Linked DNA regions of Athene noctua: region 1 is linked to region 2. The links are chromatin contacts, called in public Hi-C maps. All regions are on one chromosome and are shown on one strand. Each heading gives the region's core, a stretch centred on a gene start, on an enhancer-like site or on the middle of the called end of the contact. The rest is flanking DNA. Distances are from core to core; before and after follow the strand shown. Region 1 holds the start of PDS5A (PDS5 cohesin associated factor A). Region 2 holds the start of UBE2K (ubiquitin conjugating enzyme E2 K).

Region 1 (4,550 bases), core at 82-2,581, 140 kb after region 2:
AGTGCTATTCCCGTAAAGGTCCGCAGGCAAGGAGACATTTCAACAATGACAAGGGAACTCCAGCAGTTCTCCTTTCCAGTGATGAAACGTTTACCACCTTAAGAAGCAAAAGTTGCAGGGAAGGGGGTAGTGGTCAGGATCGCTCACCTTTAACCGTTTAACCACCTCATCGTTGGTAATTTTGTCCGTAATCTCCTTCACTCCAGGAGGATAGTAGATGATTTTTCCGTCGGCAGCAGGTTTTGGCTGGGTAGCAGGGAAGTCCATCCTGGTGCTGCTGGTTATAAACTTTCCTTCTCCACAGTCCTCTACCGGCCTCTATCGGTCAGAAAACAAAAGTTCAGCAGAATGGAAACGACTTTCTAACCCTCTTTTTCCATTTCTCACCCTCAATTCGCCGAAGGCCCCGGTCAGCACCCCGCCGGCTGCGCCCCCCGCCGCCGCCCCCGCCGCATCCCCCCGCCCCGGGCGGCGCTGGAGCGCGGCCCGGCCCGGCGCCGCCGCCGCTCCCCGCAACTCCGGCCCCTCCATTCCCCTCCGGCGCCTCCTTTCATTGCGGGGCTGCTCCAGCCCAACACTGTTAGTTCGGAGCCGACGATTTTACAATGAAATTTTGGGCTCGATCGAAGGATGCCCCGGGGCCGCGGGCTCGTTACGACCCCAGGGAGGGGCCGGGAGGTGCAATTCCCGGCCCCGGCGGGGGCTCGGAGCCGGCACACCGGCCCCGGAGCCGGGAGACGAGGCCTAAACAGTTAGGCCTCAAAACTATCAGGAGGCAGAGAAACCAACAGGAGAGGGGGAGGGAGGGAGGGAGGCAGGGAGGCGGCGGCGAGCACAAACAAAACACCCCCGCCGGCCCCCCCGCCCGGCGCCGAGCCCCCCGCCCGGCCCCCCCGCGGCGGCGGGAGCCCCCCCCGGGGAGGGGGCCAGGCCACTCTCCACTTTCTATTTGTTCCTGCAACTTCATGCCCCCTCAGCCCCTCGCCCCGCAGCCCCTCCTCGCCCCGCCGCCCCGCACCCGGCCGGGCCCACAAAGAGCCCCCCCCACCCCCCGGCTCCGCGCACACGCCCCCGCCGGCCGCGGGCGACGAGGAGGGGGGCAGCGGGGACGGAGGGAAGCGGGACCCGGAGCCGCCTTTACCTCATGCAGCTCCGGAAGGTGCAGCATTGAGTAGCCTCCGTGCCGGGTGGTCCTCGCCGCTCCGCCGCCACCCCCGCCGGCCGCTGCCCTGGCTGCTCCCGCCGCCTCCCTGCTCCGCGGTGCGGCGGCGGCTCCTGCTCGGGGAGGGGTGGGGGGAGGGGGAGGTTGCTCGGTGGCGGCAGCGGCGGCGGCGGCGGCTGGGGAGAGGGGGAGGCTCCGGCGGAGCGTGCGCCGCGGGGACACAGTGCCGCTCTCCGTCCGGCCGGGGAAGGACAGCCCGGGAGGAGGCTCCGCGCCGCCCCCCTCCCCCTGCCCGCTCGCCCGCCCTCGGGCCTGGGGCCGGGCCCGCAGCGCCGCCCAGCCAGGATCCCCCAGCCCCAGCCGCGGGGCAGGGGCGAGGCCGGCCAGTAAGTCTCCTGTCCCGCCGAGCCCCGCGCAGGGCGGCGGCGGCGGGCAGTACCGGGCACGGCCGCCGCAGCGCTGCCTCCCCCTTGGCGCCAAAACCGCCGGAGCGGCCGGGCCGTGGCCCTGAGGGCCCCTCTCCGGCCGGGCCCCGACCCCGTGGGGCTCTGCTCCTGGGCGGCGGGGGGCAGCGGCCGGCCCTGAGGCCGAGGCCTGGGCGGCGTGGGGCCGGCTGCCGGGGTTGCCGGCTGCAGGGCGGCAGCGCCGTGTGCGGGAGGGGGAGAGGCATGTTTGTGCTTCCTCACGGAGCTGGGCCGCTCATGGCCGCGCGGGCTCGTCTGCCCCGTCCCTCGGGCAGCCGATGACGGGCGTGAGGCCTGAGCGGGCGTGAGACACAAGAAAATGGGGGGAAACGGAGTGTGGGGTGGCACGGAGAGGGCTGTGGCGGGCAGGAGCAAGTAAGCCCTCCTTCGGGCAGACGGGCAGCAAGAGCAGCATCCACGCATCGATGTCCAAATTCTTCTTCCTTGTTGTTGGCAAATGAGTTTTTCAAGCATTAATTTAGTTACAGACCTTCAGGAGAAACTTGAGTACGCAGACCGAAGGAGCCCTTGCCAGCCAATGCAGGAAATCCTTCCATGCAAAATGTCTTTATAATTTAATATTCTCTCATATTTCTAAGAGACAGGGTATGTCTGGAAAGTCAGTAGCAAAGTGGGATATATATGTCTGTTTTGAATCTGCATTATGTGCCCTGCATGTCTGAAGCATGGGTGGCTACAAAGTGTTTTCCAGATGCCTGCCCTGTGCAGAGAAGGTGCGTGACAACTGAAAGATGACTACTAACTGATGAAGACTAATTTAGGGTCTTCAGCTGCCTATTCTTGGTTACCTGAACGAGCTAAAATTATCATTCTTCTCAGTTTTGAAAACCTCTTACTGAATTTTCTGTAGGACAGATCAAAGGCGGGCAACTGGGACCAGTCTGCATGGAAGGATGGGTTTCTCCACAGGGGCTGCGTGTGTGTGACAGGGGCCTTACAGGGCACAGCAGAGGCGCTGGTGTGGCCTGCCAGTCACACAGGAGAGATGCAGGAGGGCGAGGGGTGGGAAGGGAATAAGTAAGTAGGATTATGGTGAAGTATACCAAATTCCAGATGTGCAAGGTGTGGCAGGAAAACATATAAAGACTGAGGAGCTTTCGGGTACCTCTGGCGTAACAGCATATGAGTAGGAAACTGCTCTCGTACTCCTGTGTTCCTTGTCTCCCTGCACTGTTGTCTTAGGGGAGTTAAATCCTTGAATGTCCATAGCTTCTGTAAAACCAGCTCAGAAGGGTTATAGTGAAAATGACTGAGAGTTGCCAGGAACACTTAGGAGATCTCACACACTGATTTGGAAATCTAGAAGGCTGCTGCCAGACAAGGTGTTTAAATCTGGCTTTGAGTCCAGGTTTAGATAAAATGATTCTCTCCAGGCTTAAGGATGGGTGGATTGGGGCATTCACAACAGGCAGGTGACCTTAAGAGTGGGATACGTGATTCAGTTTTAACAAGGTTGTACTGATTTAATAAACAAATAAAGCCAACACCAAGCGTTTAATCTATTTCCTAATCCAAACTTCAGTGGCCATTTAGATTTGCCTTAGAGCTGAAGTACTCAGACTAGCTATCAGCTCTTACTTGTTGTCAATAAAATAATATGTACTGTCAGAAGTATTGTACCTTTAACAAATCTGGTTTTTCTATCCTTACATTTATTATATTAGGTACTTTGTTTCCCAAATCAAATGACTAATATAAACAATGAGTTTGGTGTAGATTCCTTATTTTTAATGTTCTTGTATTAATACAATAAATCAAAACCAAATCCTAGACGATTATACTGTAACTAAAAAAAAAGAAAGTATGTATCAAAAACCTATATGGGCTGTCTTTAAATAGAAAAAGAATGTAAGTTAGTAAAAATGATGCAACAAACAAATTTAAAGTGACCTTTGCTGAGGTTTTTTTATTACCTGAGCATAAAGCTAGGCAGATGTTAAGCAGGCTTCTCTTTGGGCATAACTGTAGTATTATGGGTGTTACATTCTAGAAATTTCAACTAAGTCTCAGAACTTCCTGGGTTTTGACGTTTATTTTCAAGTATTATTTTCTTATTACTGAAAAGCAGTATTTTATGTGCATCATTCGTGTGACCTACAATGTCATAATGTTTTCTTGTAATCTTGTGATTACAACTTTTTCATGAAGTTGCACCATCTTTACCTAGAAATTTTTATACAACAGGTCATGAAGTAGGAATAAGAATGAAAAGGTAGAGGGCTGTGCTCCCACAACTTGTTTTTAGTCCAAGGACAAACACAGTGCAGAGCCTCTCATGTGTAATTCTAGTCACTTATTTTCCACTGAAGAGTAAGATAAACTCTTGCATTCTAAGGCATGTGTACACTGTAACTAACATGTAGTTAGATGTGGCAGTTCAAAGATTTCATTTGAAAGTGCAGGCAAAGTTTGCTCATTTAATTAAAATTTTACTTCATCTTGAGCACGTTGGTTGTGAAGCCCTACACAGGAGTATTCTTGTTTTGGACCAAGATCTCTATCTTCTTGCAGACTTCAGACAAATAGTGAAGTTAGCAATTACTGTGGAGTAATGTTCAAAGATTTTTAATTCTCAGGATTTCATATCCGTAGTACGACATAGAAAAAGTCCTGAAATACTTCGGTAGAAAGCTTAACATCTAGAAGTTCACACTGGATTTCTGCTTTCACAGGTAATGGTTAGTCAGCAGTATGAAAATTCTGACCACCCTTCAGTGTCAGTGTTGTTGGAGTCCTTAGCCATTAAATGCAGGTGCAGTTGCTACTGGTAGACTGTTCCGTTCTTGGTATAATTTGCTGTCTGGTGTCAACACAACCTTGCTGACAGACCTTAGGTCCACTGAGCAGAAGTATTTTACCAGCATACTAGTGTAAAACTATCAGAGTGCTCCTAGAATAGCCAT
Region 2 (4,026 bases), core at 60-2,559:
GCCAGATTTTTCATTGGCTGGGCCTCTTTACTGTGTATGTAATAGTCAAAATGTTGTGTATACTAATGGAGATAAATAGATAGCACTTGCAGCTGACAGCCATACCAGAAATAGACATTTGTTGAGATAATGTTGTACATTGTCCTGCACTGCACCATTAAGAGGAGGCACTATAAAATCTTTTCTGTAGACCTTAACATCTTGAAAGGCTCTAGTTCCTGAATAAACAACAGTTGTAAATGCAACCTCTGCACTCTCCCATACCATACTGCATTTTGCACACCTCAGGCTAGCAGGAATGGTAACTGGTGTTCTATTTCAGTTTTCTAGACAGAGGAATATCTCTGTTTTGTCGTGTTTGCTTCTGCAATAAAATGTAACAGTCCATTAGCCAGAACTGAAGTTCACCTTTTAAACTCTTTTAAAATCTTGTAGCAGAATCCATAAAAAGAAACAGTACCCTGTACTGCCTCCTCAGAGTTGCCTGCTCCTGGGCCTGCAAATTCCCCTGTCCTATGTGCACATCTCCAAGGGAAGGGTGAGAGTGGGAAGAGGGCAAGGAGCTGGGCCAGGAGAAAGATGTGTACGGAACTGCAGCTTTTTCCAGCGAGCATAAGGGGTAAAAAAATAGATTGGAACTGCTGTATGGGCAGGTTGAGCAGATTCTGAAGGCATGTGAAACCACCCCACCCGCTAATTTTTGCTCAAGAACCTCACCAGAAGACATGTCAGCTGCTTCTTGAGCCAGCTGTTTCCTCAGGGACACCTCAGACTTTTCCTCTGCTACCTCGGGCCCCCCCCGGCCCAGCCCTCCCCAGAGCACTCCTTCACACCCTTTTCCGGCCCCGCGCCTCAGGGCTCCCCTCTGCTGCGCGCTGCGGACACAAGGCCGGGCCGGGGAGGCTCGGAGGGCAGCGCTGCCCGCGGCGGGAGCCATGACAACACAACCGCCTTAACTCTGCCCCGGGGCCCGCCAGCGGCGGGGTGTGGCGGCCGGGTTCTGCAGGCAGACGTCTGTCCCCACGCTGTCGCCGGGAACCCGCCCGGCCCATGACAGGGTGAGCGGCGGCCGGCCGGCAGACAGGCGTCTCCCGGGGCGAAACCCCCGCGCCTCCTGAGGAGACGGCGGCATCCTTCCCTCGGGGCAGCGGAGAGGTGGAGGCCGAGAGCACCTGCTGCCGCCGTCCAGCCCTCGACCCCCACCGTCGGGGAGCCCCGGTGCCCGCTCCGCTCGGCGCACACGGCGGCCCCTCCTGAGCGGCGGCGGCAAAGCCGGCTGCCCTACCGCGCATGCTCGGCGCGGGCGCCATTTTGGTGGGGCCGGGAGTTATCCAGCGAGAGCGGCGGCGGAGCTCGCTGGGCCCGGCTCGGAGGCAGCGGCGGGTGGGTGCTCGCTGCGGAGATGGCTAACATCGCGGTGCAGAGGATCAAGCGGGAGTTCAAGGAGGTGCTGAAGAGCGAGGAGGTCAGAGCCTCTCCCCCGCGTGCCGCCGCCACCCTTCCCCGTGTGTGTGTGTGTGTGTGTCTCTCTGTGAGTGTGGGCAGCGGGGGAAGGAGCGGGCGCCCCGCCGGCCTGCGCGGGGGCCCCGCTTCCCCCTCGGCCCCACCTCCCCGCGCTGGGGGTGGGCCCGTCCCACGGCCTCGGGGAGGGGAATGGCGATTCCCGGGGAGACGGGACCCGCCGGCCGCCGGGGGAGGGGAGGAGGGGGCCGCGGAGCCCCTCCCCCAGCGGGCAGTGGGAGCCGCCGGCGGCCCAGCGGGGGATGGGGGATGGGGGAGTGGGGCAGGCGGGCCGGGCCCAGGAAGTGGCGGCGGCGGCGGGCACGGCCCGAGGAGGCCGGCAGGCTGGCCGGCCCGCGGCGAGGGTCCCCGCGGCGGGCGGCCGATGCCCGGGAGCGCGCGCTACCAGGCCGGCGGCTGCGGGGCGGGGCCTGCCCTACCCTGCCCGGCGCGGGGCGCCCCCGGCTCGCGCCCTCCCGCCCCCCCCCCGTCCGCACGCGGCCGGGCCCACGCGCCTCTCTGCCGGGGAGAGGCTTGTCCGTGCGGGCCGGGGGTGATGAAGCGGATTGGGGAGGCCGGGGTGGAGGGTACGTGATCTCGCACATCCCCTTCAACTCGCCCCTCTGGCCAGCCGTGCCCGAGGCTGCAGAGTATGGCTTTAATTTATGTTTTTCGAAGGGTTGCAAGTAAATCCCTATTTATTTAGGTTACTTTAATGCAGAACTTCGTTTATCCCGCTGCAGGCTTACTCACTTTCAGGTGGATGCTTATAAAGCCTTACTCATTTCAGTCATGTTACCTCGTTACCCGAACAGTATGCTCAGAGGTATGTGGTCAAGAAGAGAGGCTGACTACTTACAGGGGGACATTAAAGTTCTGATCAGTTTGGGGAAATATATAGCAGCATTTGCATCAACACAGCTTTTCCTGTATCTGAGTTGGTGGACGTCAGCCACTTAGGTTTTAATAGTTGTGTCGTCATTGTCCTACTTGGGATGTTGTTGCAGGTTAGATGCTTGTGAAATGTTAATGTGAAAATGTAACTCTTAAAGCTCGTGTTTTAGAAATCTGGACATAATCACAGAGGAAAAATCGAGAGGATAATTTTTGGAAGATACTAATGACTTAAGGAAGACGTGTTTAGGTAGCTGTAGTTGAGGTACTTTAAGTGTGTGCTAACAGCATTGTTGCTATGCAGCTTGAACTAGCCCCTAGAAAAATGTAGGGACCTTGTATTACAGCTGCCTTTAGAGCCTGGGCTGATTTCACCAAGATATTGCACAGTGAATACAGAATTGCATGTAAACTAAGAGAAATTTCTAGGTGGATACCTTTATACCAAAGCTAGAAAATCTAGACCTTGTACCCCATATAACCAGCTGATACTATGGGAACAAAGAAGTCTTTATTTGAAAATGTTGTCTGAAGGCTTCAAGACCCTTTTCCTTTTCTTAATGTAGAAAAAAATGCCTTAATTTACATAGGTTTTGGGGGAGATTCATGCTAAATTTTCTTACTGTAAAGGTTGGATCTAGTGAGCACATTTTTCACTATTCCTGTTTGTTTAGTCTAGGCATTGAAAGGCTCAGTACAGAATGTTGGAAAAAATAGTTTTATGAAATAGCCTATAAGCTGCCTAAAGCTTCCAAGAAATCAGACCACTGTTCTTATGAAACTAAAATTATGGTATTTTAAAATTAAAATACATGAGTTTATTTCTTATTTTTCCTGCCATTAGCAAGCTACATATGGATGTTATACTGATATAGCAGTGTGTATAAAGTTGCTGTTTACAGAATATACTAACTCCCCTGTCTTGAATGCAGAATTTCAGCATTACTCAATGGTTGTGTAAGTTGCAAGCAAAAGTTTTTTTGTCAGTGTTTGTACGTTGAAAGGCAGTCAAACTGTGGTGTCAGCACCATTGAGAATGAAAGCATATGGAGTGACATAGTGAGTGGAGGTATAACTAAATACTACAAATTACAGAGGAAAAAAATGGGGGGTTTATGCAAGTTGTGGACTAAAATGATTATTAAATCTTGTTTCTTTAAAAAAACTCCCCCTTTTTCATGAAGGGTGATGCTGAATTTGTTATTTAAAAGTTTTAAGTCCCTCTCTGAAGGTAAAGTGGCTCACATGATCTACACTTAAATTATTCTTGATTTGATGCTTTGAGCTACACCTGAACATGAAGAGCAGCCCCCCTGTTTCCTTACAGATGCTACTGAGCAGAAATGGCTGGGGGAGGGGGCAGGCACACCTGGAATGCCTACATAGGAAGTTTGTTCTCTGTTTTCTAGTACTCACTTTTGAGCTGAAATAGAGTGGTGGAACCAGAAATGTTTTTAAAAGGGATCAGCTGAATGGCAATTAATTCCTTCTGTATTTAAAGTATGTATTGGAAGCGCCAAATTTAACTTCTGAATATCAGTGAAGAAAGAATTATGAAAAGTGTGTTCATCCTTGCTGTGGATAAGGATCTATGCATTCTTGGACAAGGATGCTATGGATCCTTGCTGTCCA

The links. A called contact is a pair of places that touch in the nucleus more often than the background predicts.
Region 1: a contact with region 2 is called in a Hi-C map of heart, with 2.8 times the contacts expected there. The contact joins the promoter of PDS5A here to the promoter of UBE2K in region 2. A contact is called at or near these places in 2 of 2 Hi-C or Micro-C datasets (heart and liver).

Annotation. Positions count from the first base shown.
Region 1 is chr4:26,538,589-26,543,138 of bAthNoc1.hap1.1, forward strand. It overlaps PDS5A (PDS5 cohesin associated factor A), which reads right to left and starts at 1,332. Exons shown (of 33, transcript XM_074904687.1): 1 at 1,142-1,332; 2 at 148-318. The coding sequence starts at 1,168. LOC141959615 (a long non-coding RNA gene) reads left to right here and starts at 1,413. Exons shown (of 7, transcript XR_012633478.1): 1 at 1,413-1,548.
Region 2 is chr4:26,397,941-26,401,966 of bAthNoc1.hap1.1, forward strand. UBE2K (ubiquitin conjugating enzyme E2 K) reads left to right here and starts at 1,310. Exons shown (of 5, transcript XM_074904683.1): 1 at 1,310-1,465. The coding sequence starts at 1,403.